Regions from separate parts of the Sus scrofa genome. Here region 1 is linked to region 2. Evidence: chromatin contacts called from public HiChIP or PLAC-seq data. All regions are on one chromosome and are shown on one strand. The core of a region is the stretch at or near the end of the contact, and the rest is flanking DNA. Distances in the headings are between cores, read along the strand shown. Region 1 has its middle 78 kb from the start of BOC. Region 2 overlaps CFAP44 (cilia- and flagella-associated protein 44).

Evidence for each region. HiChIP or PLAC-seq counts read pairs in DNA pulled down with a chosen protein or histone mark.
Region 1: a contact with region 2 is called in an H3K27ac HiChIP or PLAC-seq map of alveolar macrophages. The contact joins two enhancer-like sites. A contact is called at or near these places in 2 of 2 datasets of contacts at active chromatin or transcription factors (alveolar macrophages and skeletal muscle).

Annotation. Positions count from the first base shown.
Region 1 is chr13:146,778,677-146,782,706 of Sscrofa11.1, forward strand. No RefSeq gene overlaps it. Among named protein-coding and RNA genes, the nearest start is that of BOC, 78 kb to the left of the region's middle. Within about 2 kb of position 1,400, at least 29 of the 83 cell types and tissues checked have an H3K27ac peak or open chromatin away from gene starts, as enhancers often do. A contact at or near this core is called in alveolar macrophages, where this site is marked.
Region 2 is chr13:146,625,089-146,628,687 of Sscrofa11.1, forward strand. It overlaps CFAP44 (cilia- and flagella-associated protein 44), which reads left to right. Exons shown (of 35, transcript XM_021070360.1): 35 at 1-3,447. It overlaps BOC (brother of CDO), which reads right to left. Exons shown (of 21, transcript XR_002337900.1): 20 at 2,694-3,599; 21 at 130-2,589. Among named protein-coding and RNA genes, the nearest start is that of BOC, 76 kb to the right of the region's middle. Within about 2 kb of position 2,008, at least 10 of the 83 cell types and tissues checked have an H3K27ac peak or open chromatin away from gene starts, as enhancers often do. A contact at or near this core is called in alveolar macrophages, where this site is marked.

The DNA.
Region 1 (4,030 bases), core at 150-2,649, 150 kb after region 2:
TCTGCCCTAGTTTCATCTGGGTGTGATTTATAAGGACTCCCTGCGGTCCCCTCTCTCCCTTCTCCTCCTCTTCACCTCTGGGGCTGGCGGGTCTTGGGTTTTTTTTGTTGTCGTCTTTGAACAGGCTTGTGTTTCTTGAGACTGGGTCACCTTGATTTATTATGCCCTGGACTCATTAACAAAAGACTCTGGGACAGGTCATTTATTTTCTGAGTGGCGATTTCCTGTCCTACCCCAGCCCTGCTCTGCAGGGGCCTAGCGGAGCCCAGAATTATATTAGCTGCACTGTCACCATGGGAGAACGGAATGGAGCAAGGAAGGTTCAGAGGGCAGAAAACGTCTCTTTTCTTAAGAGCTTTTCTCCTCACTTTAATGATTTCCTTCAGAGTCCCTTTTGGTAGTTCTTTCTTTTTTTCCTCCTCCAGCAAGTGGGACAAAGTTTAACCAATAAGTTGTGGGCCTGCCTTCTTAAAGGAACAACACTGACCTTACTTCTCTATTTCATATTCGAATTAACATTTGTATGCAAAAAAAGTGTGTGTATATATATAATGTATATTAAAATGTGAGTAACATATACATTACTCCCTATATAGGGTACTAGTGGGCTCCAAGGCTGAGCGTGATTTAGATGAATTAAACTTTATGTTCACTATAGTCATCATTCTTGTCAGGCCTTATTCAAATTATACATTCATGTTTGGTCACGAAAAACTTGAGACGTTAACAATTTAGAGATAAGGTAAAAATGAAATTACTTAAGATTTTTAGATAAGACGTTGGGAGGAAATTTTTAAAAACTGGCATTGTTTAGACTGAAGTTCAGAGGCTGAAGAATGATTTATTAACTGGTTTCAGGTCTCTGGAAGGTAGTTATATACAGGAATGATGATGACCAGCTGTTTTTCTGACTGCACTAAGGATAGAACAAGGGGAAGTAGAATTAAATTATAGCAAAGTAACAAATAATAGTCATAAAGGTAGCCATGGCTAAAGTCTGTCAAGAAAGACATGATACATCTGTAAGGTTGTAAGGTTGTTAGTCCCAATTTATAGATTAATGAATGGAGGCTCAGAGAGGTTAAGCAACTTGCCCAAGGTCATGCAGCGAGGAAATAACAGAACCAGGTCTAGCAGACTCCAGTGTACAAGAAGGGGGACTTAGAGGGCAAAGAAGTTAGCTCTCCCCACCCCAACCAAAAATAATCACCTTACCAAGTCCCCATCTAGATTGATTTGTCTTTGGAAGACAGGGGATTCAAGTCCATGGACTTCATGCCTTGGGATTCTGTGCTATACCTGACTCTGAGCTGGGAGGCCAGTATTCCTCATTCACCCTCAAACCAAGAGAGAAGCAGACTGGGCTGACCCAGCAGCACTCCCCTGAAGCAGTCTGAGGACCTTTGGCTCTGGTTGGCTGGTCTCCACTGCCTGTCACGGGCTGTACTCCCAGACAAAGGCTCTGGTCTAAGGGAGGCCGTGAGTTTGTGGGTATGGATGGCTGAGGCTCAGGAAAGGCATCCCTGTGGTCCCAGTGCATGCCCTCCCAACGTTCATCGCCCTAGGGTAAGGCCAGTGAAGGAGTTTCCGGTTTGGTCTATTGTCAGGTTTGGAATGTATCCAAAGCCACCAAAGTGGCTGGACTCCTTTTGAGCAGTGTGCAGAGGTAGGAGGAGCAGATCCCTGCTAGATCAGTGCTCTGCCCATGGGTCAGTCTGAAACAGCTGTGATGGAAGAGCAAAGCTGTAAGACACCAGGGCTGATTTACTGGATGGGAAGGATGGCTTACATTTCCTGTACGCTTATTCTGCCAGGCACTGTTTGAACGGCAGTGAACTATTTTAGCTCATTCAGTCTTTGCCACAACCCCATGAAGTCAGTTATATTATTATCCTCATTAACAGAACAGAAAACAAAGCACTGGAATCAGCTAGACCTAATTCTGCTACTTCCTTACTATGTGGCCTTGTGCAAATTGCTTAATCTCTCTGAGCCTCCATTCATTAGTCAATAAAATGGGACAGAAAGGTCAATAACTCATCAAAACGCAATAGCTAGTAAGGGAGTTCCCTGGTGGCTCAGTGGGTTAAGGATCTGGCATTGTCACTCCTGTGGCTCAGGTCACTGCTGTGGTGTGGGTTCCATCACCAGCCTGGGGACTTACACATGCCACTGCGGGTACAGCCAAAAAAAAACTAACCAACCACCACCAACAGCAATAACAAAAAAACAGCTAGGAAGGATTGGAGCTTGAATCTAGACCCAGAAATAGTCTGATTCTGGAGGCTGCATTCTTAACCTCCACGGCTAAGGATGAGGTGCCTGGAGTCCCACACTTCCTCCTTACCACCCGCCCCCCTGGAGGAACTTTTGCTCTGGGGTCACTGACTCAACAATGACATAGCTTCTCCACTGCCTGGTTTATAAGAAGCACTAACGACTGTAAACATTGTTTTAGTTTAAGCCTTTTACATTCACTCTTTCTCTGTCTCTCTTTCTTAGAGAGCAAACATTTATCAAGAAGCAAACATTTTACACTCCTCAGCTCAGACCTTGGGTATTGAGGGGTTAATCTTTCTCTAATTGGTCAGTTAATTACTTGGAAGGTGTAGAAGAAGGTAGAAGAGGAGGGCGGGATTTTCCACATGGGAGGCGGCAGAAGGAGAGAACCAGTGTCTGTTCCTTGCCCACTTGAGCTAAAAGTTTTCCCATTAGTTGCTACTTTTGGGGCAGGTGTTATCAGCATGATTTTACAAACGAGGGAGGCTAGGTAACTTGCCTGAGGTCATGGTGCCTGTGTACAAAGAACCCCAGAATGTCACCTTCCAGACCTGTGCCCAAGACCCCTGATGCTCTTTGGAGCAAAGCACAAGACAAAGGACCCAAAAGGCTCAGCCAGCAGCACATCAGTGAGCACACAGATGGAGTGACCCTGGCAACATCCTTGAGCTCAGCCTGAGCTAAGCCCCTCTGCTCTCCTGGGAGGATTTCCACCTTTGGTGTGTGGAGCGGCAAACTGGACAAACAAGAAGCCATTATTTTTGGGTTCTGCTCTGCCAGAGGCCTGGGGCATGACAAGATGGTTAATGCTAAGTTTGGCATGCCTTCTCTTCTTAATTTAGGCCTCCTCCTAGGAGGGAATCCAGAGGCAGGGAGGGGAATATGAGAAAGGGAAAGGAAAAATAGTAAGAGATAAGTGAGAAAAGAGAATATTTATAGCACTTGGAACATCTAATGGAAACCAGCTGCCTGTCGGGGGAGGGAGAGGAGTTGCGGGGGGAGGTCTCTGGTTTTGCCTGCAAGGGATTATTAGGCCTTCTCTTGTACGTACCTGTGTGGGGAGGGGTGTCTAGGCAAAGAGAGAGGGAGAGAGAGAGAAGGGAGCCGGGAGGCTTGGGGGAGGCTGTGCGCTGGGAACACTGGACAGGAGAGAGCTGATATCCCCTTCTGGCCTCACTCCACCCCCACCCCCTGCCTTCATTTTAAACTGGAGCTGATTCAAACCTGCTGCTCTTGGAAAGAGGCCATCAGCACAGGCTCCAACAGAAAGATGATCCGCGAGGGGATGTGAGTGTGAGAGAACGGGGCAATTAGAAAGAATGAGAAAATGAGACAAGGGCATAGAAAAGGTGCATAAACAGGGGACGAGGAAGGAAGGAGAGAGATTGAAAGATTAAAATGTTGGGGAGCATGAGGAGAAGGGAGTGACTGAAAGCCTGAAGTTGGAGCAAATCCAGAGCTGATCCTTCGGGGCCCTGTTCTCTCTCCCACAGACCTAGAGGGCTGCAATAAAGATGTGTCTGAGATTTTCCAGGTCCCTTCCCCATAAATCTGTGTCTTCTGCTTAATCAAGCTCTTTGGACCCAAAGTGTCATCCAAGAACTGTGTAAAGGACACTTAGAGATGGGGGGTATCATCAATGGGAAAAGCGCAATAACAAAGGGCTGGAGTCTGGGGCACACATTTCGAAAGACAGTAGTCAACAATAAGGAACTTTCCAGAGGCTAATTGGTCCTGAAACTAAAACTTC
Region 2 (3,599 bases), core at 758-3,257:
TTAAGAGCTTCTAGTAGCTTCTCACTGGAGATCTCTGATGTAGCAACCTCTCTACTGGAAAGCACTCATCTTCTCTGCCCTAGGCCCCAACCTATGTGTACTCTTCAAGAATTTTTTTTTTTTTAAACATGCAAGTCATATCTCTGTTTTACTTATTTATTCCTGCATAAAAAATTACCTCCAAACATAGCTTAAAACGAGAAGTACTAAATATCCCGTTTTCTGAAGGTCAGATCAGAAACTGTGGGCTGGGGCTGCGGCCATCTGAAGCTCGGTTGGGGCTGGAGGGGCTACTTCCAGACTCACTTGACTGACTGGCAACCGTCTAGATAGAGCAGGGCCTCAAGGAGACACTATTCTCTTGGTTTTGGTGAGACCTAGGGGAATTTATGTTATTTTCCTGGGCCTCATGTTGTTATCAGATAAATGAGGGATTTGGATAAGCTCTGAGGCCTCTACCCATTCTGAAGTCCTGTGATTCTCATTGCAGCAAGAATGAACTTAGAATCTATGGAAGAGCTAGGTCTTCCATAGATTCGGTGTGTGTATCAACTTAACCGTAAAAGCAGTCAGGAGTGGGGTTCCTGTTGTGGCTCAGTGGAAACGAATCTGACTAGCATCCATGAGGATGCAGGTTCAATCCCTGGCCTTGGTCAGTGGGTTAAGGATCCTGGCCTCACTGTGGCTGTGGTGTAGGTTGATGGCTACAGTTCTGATTAGACCCAGAGCCTGTGAACCTCCATATGCAGAGGGTGTGGCCCTAGAAGGACAACAACAACAAACCAATCAGAAGTATTGCTTTTTTCCCAAATTGAACTAGATGAAACCACTCAAGTTTACAATATTAAGATCTTTATGCAGCATGTTTGGGATCTGACAATATAGTTCATTTTTATTTTGTATTAGACAAGATATATAGACAGCTTTAGTTTCATTTCTACTTGATTCCAGCCTTAGTCTTGAACCTACAATTAAATATAGCATCTGCATCTTTGGGAGGTTTAGCTTCAAACAGGAGGAGTACCAGGGGGTGCAGCCTCAGCTGAGGGTAGGTAGAAAGTCCTGGTCTCCAATCAAGCTGTTCTCTGCCTCCTGCTGTGCCCTTAAAAAGGCAGCGTCACCTATGAGAAAGCCCCAGAGCAGTCTAAATTGAGTTCCTTGTGGATTAGGTGTTAATCTCCCTTGGCTATTTTGAACCCACATCCATACTGCCATCAAATCTCAACACTGAAAGAAAAACTGTCGAGTCCAAAGCCTCCGTCAGAATGTCAAAGGAAAAGGAGTTACTCAGTTCTGCTGAGTCGGCTTTACTCTTCCTTCTGATTAATTTATACAGCTGTTGCTGACGGAGTCAGGCTTTTGAAGGGCATTATAATAATTAACCTGAGTCTAAAGAATACAAAATGCTGTTTCATTTTCTAGGCTAAAATTTAAAGGCCTGATGCCCTAAGCTGTTCCCCGTTTCCTGCAATTGGCTAAGGTAAATATGCACAAGTGTCTCACTTAACATGCCTTAGACGTGCTGTGTCTTTCCCAGAACTTTTTTTGAGCACTAAAAGCATTCAGTGTTGTTATGTAAAACCGATTTCTGCACAGCACTGGAACCATTATCACTCCCATAAAGTTCACCAAAGTTTTCTGAACCACTGGGATCATCAAGGATCAAAAAAGCAGGACATTTTTAAAAAGTCATGGGCTAGAAGTTGTGTTACATTCCAGATCTGAGAGTCCTGTTCCCCTCCTGGAAGTGACCTTTAGGCCCTCGATGCTGGATTGTGTCTGAAGTCGCAATCTCTTATTCTTCTCTTCCCTGCTCTACTTCTCTTTTCCTATCATTTCCATATTCCTTACAACCCTTCATTTCATTTCTTAAAATATTTTTAAAATACTGCTTTTCTGAAAACCATGTTCCAATTTAGCTGTTGGATGGGAAAAGGACGCAGGAATGTCTTCTGACCAGCAGAGGGTGTACTTGTCCTTGGCCATCAGAGTCACTCTAGGTGCTTTCCTAGGACTTGGTTTATCAAATTCATGAGTGGAGTGTAAATCTAGTAAGTAGCTAGCTAGGGTCAGTCTGCCCTTGATGACTCTTAAGTCCCTCAAGTGGTATTTCATCTGCAACTCAACTTTACCAAAATCTAGAAAATACATTTCCCTACTGAAAACAGTTAAAAGTGTGTTAGGGGCATTCCTGTAGTGGCTCAGAAGTTAACAAACCTGACTGGTATCCATGAGGAAGCAGGTTCAACCCCAGGCCTCGATCAGTGGGTTAAGGATCCAGCGTTGCTGTGAGCTGTGGTGTAGGTCGCAGACACAGCTTGGATCCTGTGTTGCTGTGGCTCTGGCATAGGCTGGTGGCTACAGCTCTGATTCGATCCCTGGGAGCCACCATATGCCACAGGTGTGGCCCTAAAAAGACCAAAAAAAAAAAAAAAAAAAAAAAAAGTGTGTTAGGAGTTTCAGTGCAAGCTTCAGCCTCCTTCTAGTTCCACGTTCAAGTGCAATGCTTGATCCTGTGGGTGGATGGCAGTGAGTCAACGTTGATTTTATCCAACCAGTGAGTCAACTCCTCTGGCCATGTTGGTGTGTCTTTGGAAAGAAGGGAAGTGAATTTTATCAGGCACCATATGTTCATGTGTAATATGGCACTTAAACTAGTATTTTAGAGAAAATATTTAGTCTTCAACACATACCTGTATAGAAAAGGTACGTTTCATTCCCTGGGTCTGAACAAAGCGTGACCTCAAGTCCAGTTAGAGAATGGTGAGGTACTTCTCGCCTGCTGTACACTGACTCCCTCTTGGACTAAACAGCCATCAACACATCTGCCTTAATAAAAACACAACTGACATTCAATATTTAAAAGACAAAAATTAGAAACATCTGCTACCTTTTTCCAGCTCTCCCCTCCAGGGCTCTGCAAACGTCCCACAGAGCCCAAGTGGGTGTTTCTTCAAATACTCAGACTGAACCCTAACGTGGAAGGAGAATGCTGACTCATACATGACTAAGCTGAAGGTTACAGGGAAGACTAAACATTTATTTAGACGTTACAGTGTTTATTTTTACAGAGATATGTTGCCACAGATTATTGATTCTGGAAGCTTTGTTAATGCTTATGGTCCTATACACATCTTAGTCTATTCTCATGGGCATCTTCTGAAAACGTTTCCTGTAGCACCAGATCCAGCCACTGTCACACGGGCATCTCCAATCTCTGAGTCCGTGGCCCTGGCTTTTCCCCTTAGGGTCCCTCTGGACAGCGTGCCTAGGAGCCTTCCTTCCTTCTGCAGCCTCCCAGGCAGGGGCAGGCGTTCTCAGGGAAGGGCTGCCTCCTCAGTCCTGTTGCTCGGTCCTGGTTGATTCCTGTTATGTCGCGGCTTCTTTGTTTCCCCTCTCAGACCCTTGGTGGGTAGGCTTCCCTATGTCTCTTCGGCATTATAAAAACACACATATACATTTATTTACAAGTGCATAAATATATAAATATGGCTATTATAGAAAAATAAATACCAATTTCCATTTTTTTTTTAAACAACAATATATAGTCTTTCTGGGATATCAGCTTCTGCCTAAATTGTAGGAGGTGGTGTTTCAAA